Regions from separate parts of the Gossypium hirsutum genome. Here region 1 is linked to region 2. Evidence: chromatin contacts called from public Hi-C data. All regions are on one chromosome and are shown on one strand. Each heading gives the region's core, a stretch centred on a gene start, on an enhancer-like site or on the middle of the called end of the contact. The rest is flanking DNA. Distances are from core to core; before and after follow the strand shown. Region 1 has its middle 9.9 kb from the start of LOC121205254. Region 2 holds the start of LOC121204493 (autophagy-related protein 3).

The links. A called contact is a pair of places that touch in the nucleus more often than the background predicts.
Region 1: a contact with region 2 is called in a Hi-C map of hypocotyl, with 1.7 times the contacts expected there. The contact joins the enhancer-like site here to the promoter of LOC121204493 in region 2. A contact is called at or near these places in 8 of 34 Hi-C or Micro-C datasets (anther, callus, hypocotyl and 2 more).

Annotation. Positions count from the first base shown.
Region 1 is chrA08:106,323,129-106,329,160 of Gossypium_hirsutum_v2.1, reverse strand. It overlaps the pseudogene LOC107929640. Among protein-coding and RNA genes, the nearest start is that of LOC121205254, 9.9 kb to the left of the region's middle. Within about 2 kb of position 3,775, at least 3 of the 9 cell types and tissues checked have an H3K27ac peak or open chromatin away from gene starts, as enhancers often do. A contact at or near this core is called in hypocotyl, where this site is marked.
Region 2 is chrA08:106,181,262-106,187,301 of Gossypium_hirsutum_v2.1, reverse strand. It overlaps LOC121204493 (autophagy-related protein 3), which reads left to right and starts at 1,553. Exons shown (of 10, transcript XM_041074344.1): 1 at 1,553-1,905; 2 at 2,109-2,179; 3 at 2,293-2,409; 4 at 2,492-2,655; 5 at 2,973-3,058; 6 at 3,160-3,211; 7 at 3,310-3,375; 8 at 3,502-3,629; 9 at 3,909-4,011; 10 at 4,318-4,655. The coding sequence starts at 1,745. The coding sequence ends at 4,005.

The sequences.
Region 1 (6,032 bases), core at 2,526-5,025, 140 kb before region 2:
GTACGAACTGAACACGGCCTGGACCTCCTTATACGGGTAGACCACACGGCTATGTCAATCTGGTAGAATTGGAGCACGACTCACACGGGTATAGTACACGCCCCTGCCATTCTAACAGGCTTGAACACGGCCTGAAGTAATCGCACATGGGCGTGTCCCTGCCAATCCCAAGTTAAGTCCAATTCGGAAAAGGCCACTTTCGAGGGCTTCTAGGCATTCCAAAGCCTATAAATACACCCTAGAAGAGGACAAAAAAACGGAGAAGAGTGGGTAAGGAATTACTCCAATGAAGCTGATTGATCTATCTCAGAAGCCGGATTCATCATCAAGACTGAAGATCTCTCCTCAATTTCCCTTCAGGAGTTTTCGATTTTCTTTATGTTTTGTATTCTTTATTCTTCTAAGATGTTGTCTTATTTAGTTATGAACTAAAACCCCTAAATACCTAAGGGGAATGAAACCTAAGACGAATCTTGTTATTATTTTCTGAATCGTATGATAAATATTTAACTTGTTCTTAATTATGTGTTCTTAATTCTTGTTTTGATATCCCAGGATACTGATTCAAGACATGCTCTTATTCAGAGAAGGAATAGACCCTGTCTAAGAGTACTTTTGTCATAATTAAACGGAGTTGATTGCGCGCCTAGAAATAGATGACAAGATTTTGCCAGATTAGGGTGAAACCTAATAAGGGGATCCATAGATCGAGTTAATGCAACCCTAGAGTGTTAATTAAAGAAAAGTCTCAGTTATTCAATCTAGGGATTAGATGTTATTAGTCTTGAATAGGGATAATAACATAACTTAGGGATCTCTACGGAACAAGTTGAATGAATAAATCGCCCGATTCGGAGCCAGAATAACAAGTAAAGTCTAGGTGGATTTTTCCTTAGGTATTGTCTTCATTTAATCGATTTTCCCAATAGCAATTCCTCAATTCTTTTCTCTGTGAGTTCTTAGTTTAGATAATTAGTTAATTAAAATAAAACCTCTTTATTCTTAGCCTAGATAAGAAAAAGACAGTCACTAGTACTTTTAGTTCCTTTGGGTTCGACAATTCGGTCTTACTAAAACTATACTATTGTTCGATAGGTACACTTGCCTACATCGCAATAATAGTTAGTTCAAGAATGAGTAATTATAAATATTTAAAACCTATCATGAAATCTCGCGATCAAAGGGCATTATGAATTTATGGTAATACCTTTTGGGTTAACAAATGCACCCTCAAGTTTTCAGTCTTTTATGGATGTTGTTTTAAAGACACTATTTCGAAAATCAGTCTTGGTGTTTTTTCATGACATATTAGTGTATTCACGGGATTGGTTAGTTCACTTGAAGCATTTAAGAGAAGTGCTGCAAGTGTTAAGAAGCAACCAGTTATTTGCTAAAAGAAGCAAATGTTAATTTAGTATCAACCAAGTTAAGCATTTAGGCTATGTTATTTCTGTTGGAACAGTTAGTATGGATCTTACAAAGATGGAAGGGGTTTTTACCTGGCGCTCACCATATCGAGGAGTTGAGAGGGTTTTTAGGGTTGTCAGGATATTATAGAAGGTTCATAAAGGGATGTGGAATTTTATCTATGCCACTCATTAACTTACTAAAGAATAATGTTGTTTGGCAGTGGACTAATAAGATGCAAAGGGCCTTCCAATAGCTTAAGGAAATTATTTGTTAAGCACAAGTACTGACCTTACCTGATTTCCAGAAAACCTTCTATGTGAAGACTGATGCTAGTGGCTTGGGAGTTGGGGCAGTGCTTCAGCAACAAAGGAAGTCAGTAGCCATTTTCAGTAAGGCTTTAGGTATCAAACATCAGGCCCTATCTATCTATGAAAAGGATATGCTAGCAGTTCTCCTAGCTATAAAAAAATGTCGTTGATACTTAGTGGGAAGTCACTTCCTGATTAAGATAGATCACCAGAGCCTGAAGTTTCTCTAAGAAAATCATGCAATCACCCATTTTCAGCAAAAGTGGGTTGCCAAGATGTTGGGGTATGACTACTCCATTTTTTTATCAAAGGGGATCTTAAAACATTGTTGTTAATGCTCTATCTAGGAGGCCTTGTACTGATGCGGGTTAGTTATTTTAGTGTGCAAGCAACAGTAACTTATCGTGGCCTAACTTGCTGGAAAAAGTCTTAGATGTCAGTTGGCAAGACTATAAATTACAGTAATTGTGTAAGGACTTACAAGACCAACCTCACTCACACCCTAAGTACTCTTAGGACGGTAAAGTTCTTAGAAGGAAGGGGAAAACAGTTGTAGGAAACCAGCTGGAATTGAGAAAGGCCATCTTTCATCTTTTTTTATGAAAAGGCGATTGGTGACCATTCAGGAATACATGCCACTAGACAATGAATAACAGGGTTCGCTTATTGGAAGGTTCTTTCTATAGATATGAAAACATGGGTACAAGCGTATTCCATCTGCCAAAAATGCAAAAGTGACATTGTTGCTTATCTTGGCTTACTACAACCATTGCCTATTACTAATAGGGCATGGGCTACCATCAGCATGAATTTTGTGAAGGGTTTACCCTTGTCCAAAGGCAAGACCACCATCTTGGTGATAGTGGACAAATTGACCAAATATGATCACTTCATTGCCTTGACACATCCCCACACTGCTACCACCGTGGCTCAGGCTTATTTGGATTAGGTATAGAAGTTGTATGGGGCCCCTAAGTCTATTGTTTCAGATAGAGACAAGGTTTTTGTTAGTTATTTTTGGCAACAACTCTTCAAACATCTTGGTACTAAACTACCCTTGTCAACAGCATACAATCCACAGAAAAATGGTCAAATAGAAATTCTGAACAAGTGCTTAGAAGGATATCTTAGATGCATGACAGGAGAGAAACCTTTTGACTAGGCCAACTGGTTGCCTTTAGCAGAATGGTGGTATAACACCACATTTCATTCAGCAATCAGTTCCACGCTATATAAGGTCATGTATGGTCAAGTACCCCCTATTCATTTGCCTTATTTGGCTGGATCTTTGCAGGTAGAAAAGATTGACAGAAGCCTTAGACATTGAGAAGGTTGCTCAAGTTTTATTTAAAAAGGGCACAATAGAGGATGAAGCAGATGGCAGACAAGAAAAGATCGGATCGACAATTTAATGTGGGAGATCTAGTGTATTTGAGGCTTTAGCCTTATAGACAACATTCTCTACAAAAATTAAGGAACCAAAAACTTTCACCAAAGTATTTTGGTCCTTACCCTGTGGAGGCCAAGGTTGGAAAGGTAGCCTAAAAATTAATGTTACCTGTGGGAGCTCAAATTCACTCAATTTTTCATGTTTCCCAATTGAAGAAACATATTGGTTTCGCAACTAGTAATCGTAACTTACCTCTTGTAGGTTCAGGTGGTTCTATTTTGAAGGAGCCAGTCAGAACTTTTGAGAGAAGGATGACTAAGAGGGGCAATCAAGCTACTAGTGAGGTGCTTGTGGAATGGGCAGACACATATCCAAAAGACTCTACCTAGGAAACTTGGAGTACTTTCCAGCAATAGTACCATACTTTTGATCCTTGAGGATAAGAATCAACTCTACGGAGGAACTACTTGTTATGGAAAGAAGAAAGTAATGGTGTTTGAGACAATAGCAAGTTACTGCAAATGTTTGAATTTCTATTATTTTAGTTAGTTTAATTGTTATGTAAAAATGTTGTGTTTTATCTTTGTTTTAATTGTAATAAGACAGGGTCACGTCATTAAAAAGCATTACTCACACTAAAAAGCATTACTCACACTAGTCATTTAATGAAACTATTCGTTTTGGGGACACCTAGACTGTTAGTTGCCAGGTGGTTTTTGGGGTCCATTACTCACACTAAAAAGCAGAAGCAAAGGCTGAAATATGGTTATGAAATTGGAAAACAAATTTCTCATTCTCTCTTCCTCCTTTCTCCCTGTATTTTCTCCCTTTCTTCATCTTCACTGCTAGATCGTTATTTTTCTCTCGCAACAGAAAGTTAAAAAAGAAAATGGGAAAATTTCAATAGAGTAGTTAGCTAAAAAGAAAATCTGGGAATGAGAGAGGGCATGCTTAGAATGAGGACCCCACAGGCATGTGGCCTCATGTGTTCCATCGTGATGAACAGTAACCAATGAAAAAGCGTATCCCCCGTTCTTGCTTTTGTCATATCCCCTCTCCCTTAATACCTTCTTCTAATAATGATTAGTGAGTTTAATTAAAGATTACAGAAATAAATAAAGAAAATTTGGGATTTGTTAAGCACTCTTCATATGTGTTAGTTTGCTTTAGATCAGATGTCCTATTCCTTTATAAAAACAACCCACGTGTTTACTTTCTATGGCTGCTTTGCAATCTGTTGGTCAATCTGTTCATTGCTGTTAAGTATATATATTGCAAGATCTTCCATTGGCTAATTTTATTTTATTAATCCAATTAAGGGTGTTCAATGAACGGAGATGAAAACACAAGTGGCCCTTTGAAAATAAACAAATGAATTGATAGGTGATGTATGAAACTGGTGAGAATCCTATCAGGTTTATATGCGACATGATTAGAGCTTGGAAGATGACAATTAATTTATGTTTTTTCTTTTCTTTGATCGAACCAGTTCCATCAAAGAACAGGAAAAAGAAAGGAGAAGAAAACATGCATGTGAAATTCAATGGACTGTGAGTGGGGTATTTGAAACGAGGTTCATGTGAAAAACAGTGTATGGGTGTATATATGATCGGTTAAAGACCAAAACTGGTTTTTCAAAGTGTTTTTCTGCATATGGGAAAAAGTAGAGAATTGTTATAATCAACATACCATTAGGTAGAGATACCCGGAATGCAAAGCCTGAATTTTCACTAGAGGTAAAAATTGACAGTACAACCAAGATCATCTCCAATTCCAGTACATTTTATTTAATTTTCCACATGGGAAACAAATTAGATGAACTGTAATGGCTTTTATATATATATATGCCATGGACCCCAGTCTTCTTTATTTCTTTCTTTCCTTACATGATTATGTTTTTTTTAAAGACCAGAATTCATGGAATTAGGCAGCATATAATCCCCTCTAGACCACTATGTATATGCCATTCATTTTGATATATTCTTTCTTTACTTGCAACTAGGCCTGTAATCTGTCATGGAATTTGGAAGAGATATCAACATCGAGAATGATGCTTCTCATTGTCATAACGACTTGCTTAGCTCTTATTCCATCGTCTCTTACACCGCCACTCCCACATCTTCCACTTGTTCTTCCTCCTCGACTTCGGGTTGTCATCCAAACGGTGTAGCTGAAAAAGATTGAAGAAAGGTGGAGATATGGAGAATGATGATAATGAGAACAAGAAGAGACAAAGGAGTACTTGTGGTAATAACGATAGTAAGCATGGGACGTTCCGAGGAGTGCGTATGCGAAGTTGGGGCAAATGGGTGTCTGAAATTCGAGAACCGAGGAAGAAATCGAGAATATGGCTCGGAACATACCCCACAGCTGAAATGGCTGCTCGAGCTCATGATGTAGCGGCACTTGCCATTAAAGGTCCCTCGGCTTACCTTAATTTCCCTGAAATCGCAAAGCAACTCCCACGCCCTGCTACTACGTCTCCCAAAGACATCCAAGCAGCGGCTTCTCAAGCGGCTGCCTCGACATTCCTCGACACAAGGCAATGCAACGTCGAGAACGAAGCTGGAGTAAGCCATGAAGAACTTCACAATACACAAGAATCATCAAGTTCACCCTCCATTGATGACGACGACACCTTGTTCGATCTGCCCGATCTAATTATCGATACTGCGGACCGAAACGATGGATTCTGCTCTTATTCTTCATCGGCATGGCAAATATGTGCAGTCGATGCTGGGTTCCGGATCGAGGAGCCGTTCTCCTGGGATTACTACTAGCAAACACACATATCATTTCACTACGTGTAATCTTTTTCATGGTCAATACCCTCTAACTTTGAAAATTATTCATCTCCTCTCATACAAATAATATTCCAATGCATTTCCTTCATCACAAGGAAAGCTGGCTCTTGAATCGTGAAT
Region 2 (6,040 bases), core at 304-2,803:
TCTTCAATTTACCGGCTAGATAATAGAAAGATAGTAAGTAATAGTACTTTTAGTCCTCGTGGATACAATATTCCCGACTCACCATAGCTATACTATTATTCGATAGGTGCGCTTGCCTTTGTCGTGATTTTAGTTAAGTGAATCATCATCATGCCTATACATTGCTTTTCCATTAAAACTTAATGATTCTCCTCTTTGCTGTAATGAACTTACAATATCCCAGAGACCAACCAAACATAAAACTTTTTATGCATATTAGACCATACACAAGTTTTCTTTTTTGGTGTGCTTGTGCGTGCATCCGTTCAATGTTTGAGTTTTTTTTCGTTAAGTTTCTTGTTAATGCTCGAGATGTGTTCTTTGTTGCCTAATGTCTAGCAATATTCAAAATGGGTGTCGCCTTTGATTTGGGCACCACTAGTGTCACCTGCCAATATGGCACCACCAAACTGACACCCTATATGACCCGTATAAGATATGCCTTTTGATGCCGCCAATCAACAAGGTACCACCTAATATAAAATTGTTTTAAAAAAAATTAAACAGAAATCTGTCGGTGTCAGAAAAAATTGGTGGGGTTGCCTCTGTACCACCCTCCACCACCTAAAACAACCCATACCCGTAATTAATGGGTTTGGGATACCATTTTCGAAATTTTTATTTTTTTACAATATATGGGTAAAAAAGTCAAGGTTTGAGGTTCAAGGTTCGGGGTTTGGGGTTCAGGGTAAAAAAAATTATAAAAATTATGTGTTAATGACATGAAAAAAGTGTTGAAATATCATTAAATAATTGAAAAAAGACCATGAATAATGTGGTGGGAAGGATCTATAAAACGATTTCTTGAATTATTGGGTTTTCATAGGAGAAAACTTGGATTTTTACAAAAAAGAAAAATTGACTTTTTATAGGTAAAAACCATTTTATCTTTTTAATTTCCTTTATTTTTTAATTTTTGAATTAATTTTAATTTTTCTGTAGTGAAAAGAAAATTTAGATTTTTATTGAGAAAAGTTAAAATTTAGATTTTTATTGAGAAAAGTTTAGGGTTTTATAGGAAAAACCAATTTTTTTTCATTTTAATTTCTTTTACTTTTTCCATTTTTAAATTTAAGTTTAGTTTAGTCTAGTAAAAAAAGAAAAACTTACATTTTTGCGAGAAATTACCTTCATTTTTATGAGAGAAAACCTGGATTTTTGCAAAGAATATTACTCACCAAAATGAAATATTTTAATTCTAAATTGAAATATTTTTGACCAAAATAAAATTTTATTAAAATTGAGAAACTAAAGTATAGAAACATCCCCGTTAGCCAAATTAAGGGTGAGTGGCTAGAACCAACCATCTAAGGCAGTGCTAGATTTGAATTTTTCTTATTTTCAGTGACCAAATGAAAACTTACAAGAGTTAGCTGATTAAATGCGAAATTTACCCAAGTATTAATTGAGGGGCGTAACCTACACATGCGACTAACCAATCACAGCCGTCCGTGCCAGACCATCGGGTTTACGATGTCCAATGGGCTCACGGATGATAGAACTCATACGCCACACGCTATTATTTTCTCCTACGCAACACAACACCACAACGCAAGCGCATTCGACGATCCCTTTCTCTCTCTACCTCGTCCGTACGGGATCTCTAGGATTTCAACCTTCGACTTCGATTGAATCGCTAGGGTTTTGATTATATCCTCTCTCCTTTGATCGTACATTAAATTGAATCAAGAAATTCGGAAAAAATATGGTACTTTCTCAGAGGATTCATGAGGCATTCAAAGGAACTGTGGAAAGAATAACAGGGCCTCGAACCGTCTCTGCTTTTAAAGAGAAAGGAGTTTTAAGCGTCTCCGAGTTCATCCTGGCCGGTGATAATCTCGTATCCAAATGCCCTACCTGGTCTTGGTATCTTCACCATACTATCAACATATGTATCTTTGGTTCTTTGTTTGTAACTTGCTTTAGTAGTTTTGGAATTATATGAATCCTTTTATATTTTCATATTATACATCGACATTAATGGATTAATAGTTTTGGGGAAAATTTGTCGTATAGCTTCATAATTCATGGTATAACAATTTAACTCAGTGAATTGTTATGAATACTAGGGAATCTGGAGAGCCAAGCAAGAGGAAGTCCTATTTACCGACCGAAAAGCAATACTTGATTACTAGAAATGGTAAATTGACCACGATCTCACTTAATTTTCTTTTCTTGTTGTTTCAATTGATTTTCCTTTGAACTGCATATCTGATTAGTACTAGTAATTTTATTTGGTGATTTTGTGGTTAGTGCCCTGCCTAAGGAGGGCTGCGTCAGTGGAAGAAGAATATGAAGCTGCAGGAGGAGAGGTTCTTCTTGATAATGAAGACAATGATGGTTGGTTGGCAACTCATGGTAAACCCAAAGGTATTATCTTCTTCCTTGAGGTTGTGCTTGTGTTGATTCTAGGATGAATTTGTGGACTTCACACGGCTAATCTTCCTGACAGATAAAAGTGATGTGGAGGAAAACCTGCCTTCAATGGAGACTCTAGAAATAAGGCAGAATGCTGTAAGATCAATACCTTCTTATTTTGGGGTTGGTGAAGACGAAGAAGATATACCCGACATGGCTGATTATGAAGAAGCTGACAATCTTGTTGAGACTGATGCGGTAAGTGCTGAGAAACTTATATGATTTCTGAGATTCAAAAACTAGCCGAGTAACTTTTTCTTTTTGTAACCAGTTGATTTAGATTAGCCTTTTATCAGAGTTCTAAGCTTATCAACCAATGTCCTGCATTATCTTAATATTACATATCTTGGTTAATACCTTTGAAGGGGGGGGGGGGGATTTATGTTGTGATAAGGTGCAAGGATATAGGTTTATGCTTAACAACCTCTCCTCAAGGATATAGATTCTAATTTCTCTTTCCCTTTTAGAGGTTCAAATGTCTGTGTACTTATCTGATATGTCTCTGATCAATGCAGGCTACTTTACAACCGACATATCTTGTTGCTCAAGAGCCTGATAATGACAATATTTTACGGACCCGAACCTATGATGTCAGCATCACGTAAGACAATTCTGGTGCCTGCCAACATGCTTAGGATTCATTTTCAGGCTATGTATTTTCTTGTGAAATCTCAAACTTGACAAACATTATCAAATTTGTAGGTATGATAAATACTATCAGACTCCTCGTGTGTGGCTTACTGGGTATGATGAGGTAGGTATTTGAGAATCCTTGTTTTTACAGCTGTGTATTCAAATATTGAACTGATTGATATGGCTGCAAATGTTGTCCTCATCTGAATTTGTTTATAGTCAAGGATGCTCTTACAACCAGAGCTTGTTCTGGAGGATGTTAGTCAGGATCATGCACACAAAACGGTAGGCTGTATTTACTAATTCAAATTATATCTCTCATTCTTCCTTAAGTGGTAGGAGTACAGATTTTAGTTTGCTCATTAGGAATTTGGAAGATGTTTTTTACTCTATGCTAATTTACTGGTATAGGTTACTATTGAGGACCATCCTCACTTACCTGGGAAGCATGCATCCGTACATCCATGCAGACATGGGGCTGTCATGAAAAAGATCATTGATGTGCTTATGTCACGTGGAGTAGAACCTGAAGTTGATAAGTAAAACTTTTGACCCCTCACTGCTAAATTGCTTGGAATTGACCCTTTCACCTTTGAGAAAACATGTGTGCGGTGTGATAACTTTTTGGCACAATTTTCCTTTACAATTACAATCATAATATTCTTCTCTTACCCTCTTAAAGATGCAGTATACATTTACTTTTGGGTATTCTACTGCAATTACTTAGATTGTTACTGTGAAGCAATTCTCCAATAGATTAGATTTTACATGGTGTGACTTTTTCCTCATGAATTGTTATTTCATTTGAACTATTGCAGGTATCTTTTCTTGTTCTTGAAATTTGTAACCTCTGTAATTCCGACAATTGAGTATGACTACACCATGGACTTTGATCTTGGCAGCACGAGCACTTAATTAGAGGTAAACTATCAATAAATGAAGGCTTTCTTGGCTTAAGATCCAATTATTCATCCAATTAGCAGTATCATAAGCGGTTTGCCTTAGTCTGATGATTACCAGTAACTTCATTTCTTTCTTTTTCAGTTTTATGATCCCACAGACATAATTCTGCAATGGTCGAAATTTTGAAAGTCCAGCAGTACATGTGGGGTCATAAGACTCGTAACCCCCAAAAATATCTTTATAAAGTATATTCATGCCTTTACTATATATGTTCCCCATTTAATGCTACTTGACAAACACGGACCCTATTTTTGTAATCTACAGCTATGGCTTGACAATTTATTGATGGATCATATTGGGTATACCTGCAACTGCTTGTAAATGCATATCCCGTGCATGATAATCACCCTTCCTAGTATTCATTGCTTGACTGAATTACTGGGTTCCCACGGTGTTTGCTTCGTTCGTTAGTTCATATCCTACTCAGGGCCACTACACTTGTAAATATGCTGTCTCTGTTATCAGACTGGAACTTTGTTCTCGACTTTTTTATTTGGAAAATTTTCATGCCACAAATATTGTTTCGTATCAAAGAGCTGATTGTACGTGGCAAACTTAATTTGCGATTGTGAATTAGCAAGGCTACTCTATGGTTATTACTAGATTAACTAGTACATGTACATCGTTTTTTGAGGATTTCCAACTCTTTGGAAAGAAGTCTGCGAAGTCCTGAAGGACCCCCAAGACATATTCTTGGGGTGTTCGTCCTTTGTCAGAGCCCTACTAAGTTCATAGAGTAACTTTGTCAGAGTGGTGGCAGGTTCATGAAGTGGGAGTGCTTCATCCACCAAAGAAATCCCAACCTAGTAGGATTGCACCCATGACAAATTATTTTATGGGTAATTATGGTACCACTTGCGCGATTTCTTTGGTGGGTGAGATGTTTTCACTTTATAAATCTGTCTTTTGTTTTTTGGTGAATTACAGGAGGAGGGCAAAGCTTTAATTGCAATATAATTAGTGTGACTTGAATTTAAACTGCACTTGAGGTGATAAATATCCTACTCATCAGGTCCACACAGGATACTATAGACCTGTCATTACATTAGTTTTTGACAGAGTTATTCTATGTACTTGAGTTTATTGAGTTGCGATGCAAAATTTTGAGCCTATCAAATACTTGGGGTGGACTGACCCCTAATGGACAATACTTTGCAGCCTTAAAAAAGTAGGAAACCTCGCTACAAATATCAATCATCAGAAATGTGCGTATGGTCAAAGTTACTGTCTAAAGAGCAGGACCATATTATTTATCGCACCTATGGATGCGAAAATTGACAATCTTGCCCATTAACGAGACAACTCACTAATGCTTTTAATAGTATATGCTCATCTCATGTTCCTATGAAAACAGATAGATTAGTTCTAAAGGTTGACATTCATAATTCTTAATTTAATCATCAGCATACTGCATTTATCATTTGCAAGTTGGTTTGTATTGCAAAATGTAATAGGCTTGGATAAAGGACTCTGACTAAATAGTATGGGCACCTCTGCCACCAATAATTTGCCATTGCTCATTAATTTGGTATTTATAATTGTTGTTAAAAAGTATTTTGAGAAAATAAAATATATATTTGAAATATGAAATTATAAAGTAACAAATATATATTTAAATATTTAAATTATAAATATTTAATTAAGTAAATATAATTTACTTAAATAAAGCATCTTTATTTTATGTATTATTATGATCACGATATCACTATTATTTTGATATTAACAAAGATTCGACTTAAGTTATGATAAAATAATTTACGTAATTCATCATTAATATTATTTTACATATGAAAATAAATTTTAGATATTTTAAAGTAATTAATATAAATTGTTTGTAAATTTTAATTTGAATATGTAAATAATAATTAAAACTCATAATTAATATAAAAAAAGTAAAATTATAGTTTCACTTTTGACAAATTTTCAACTTTTTAATTCTGACCTAAAAAGTCTTCAAAATTATATATCTATCATTGTTTTTTACTTG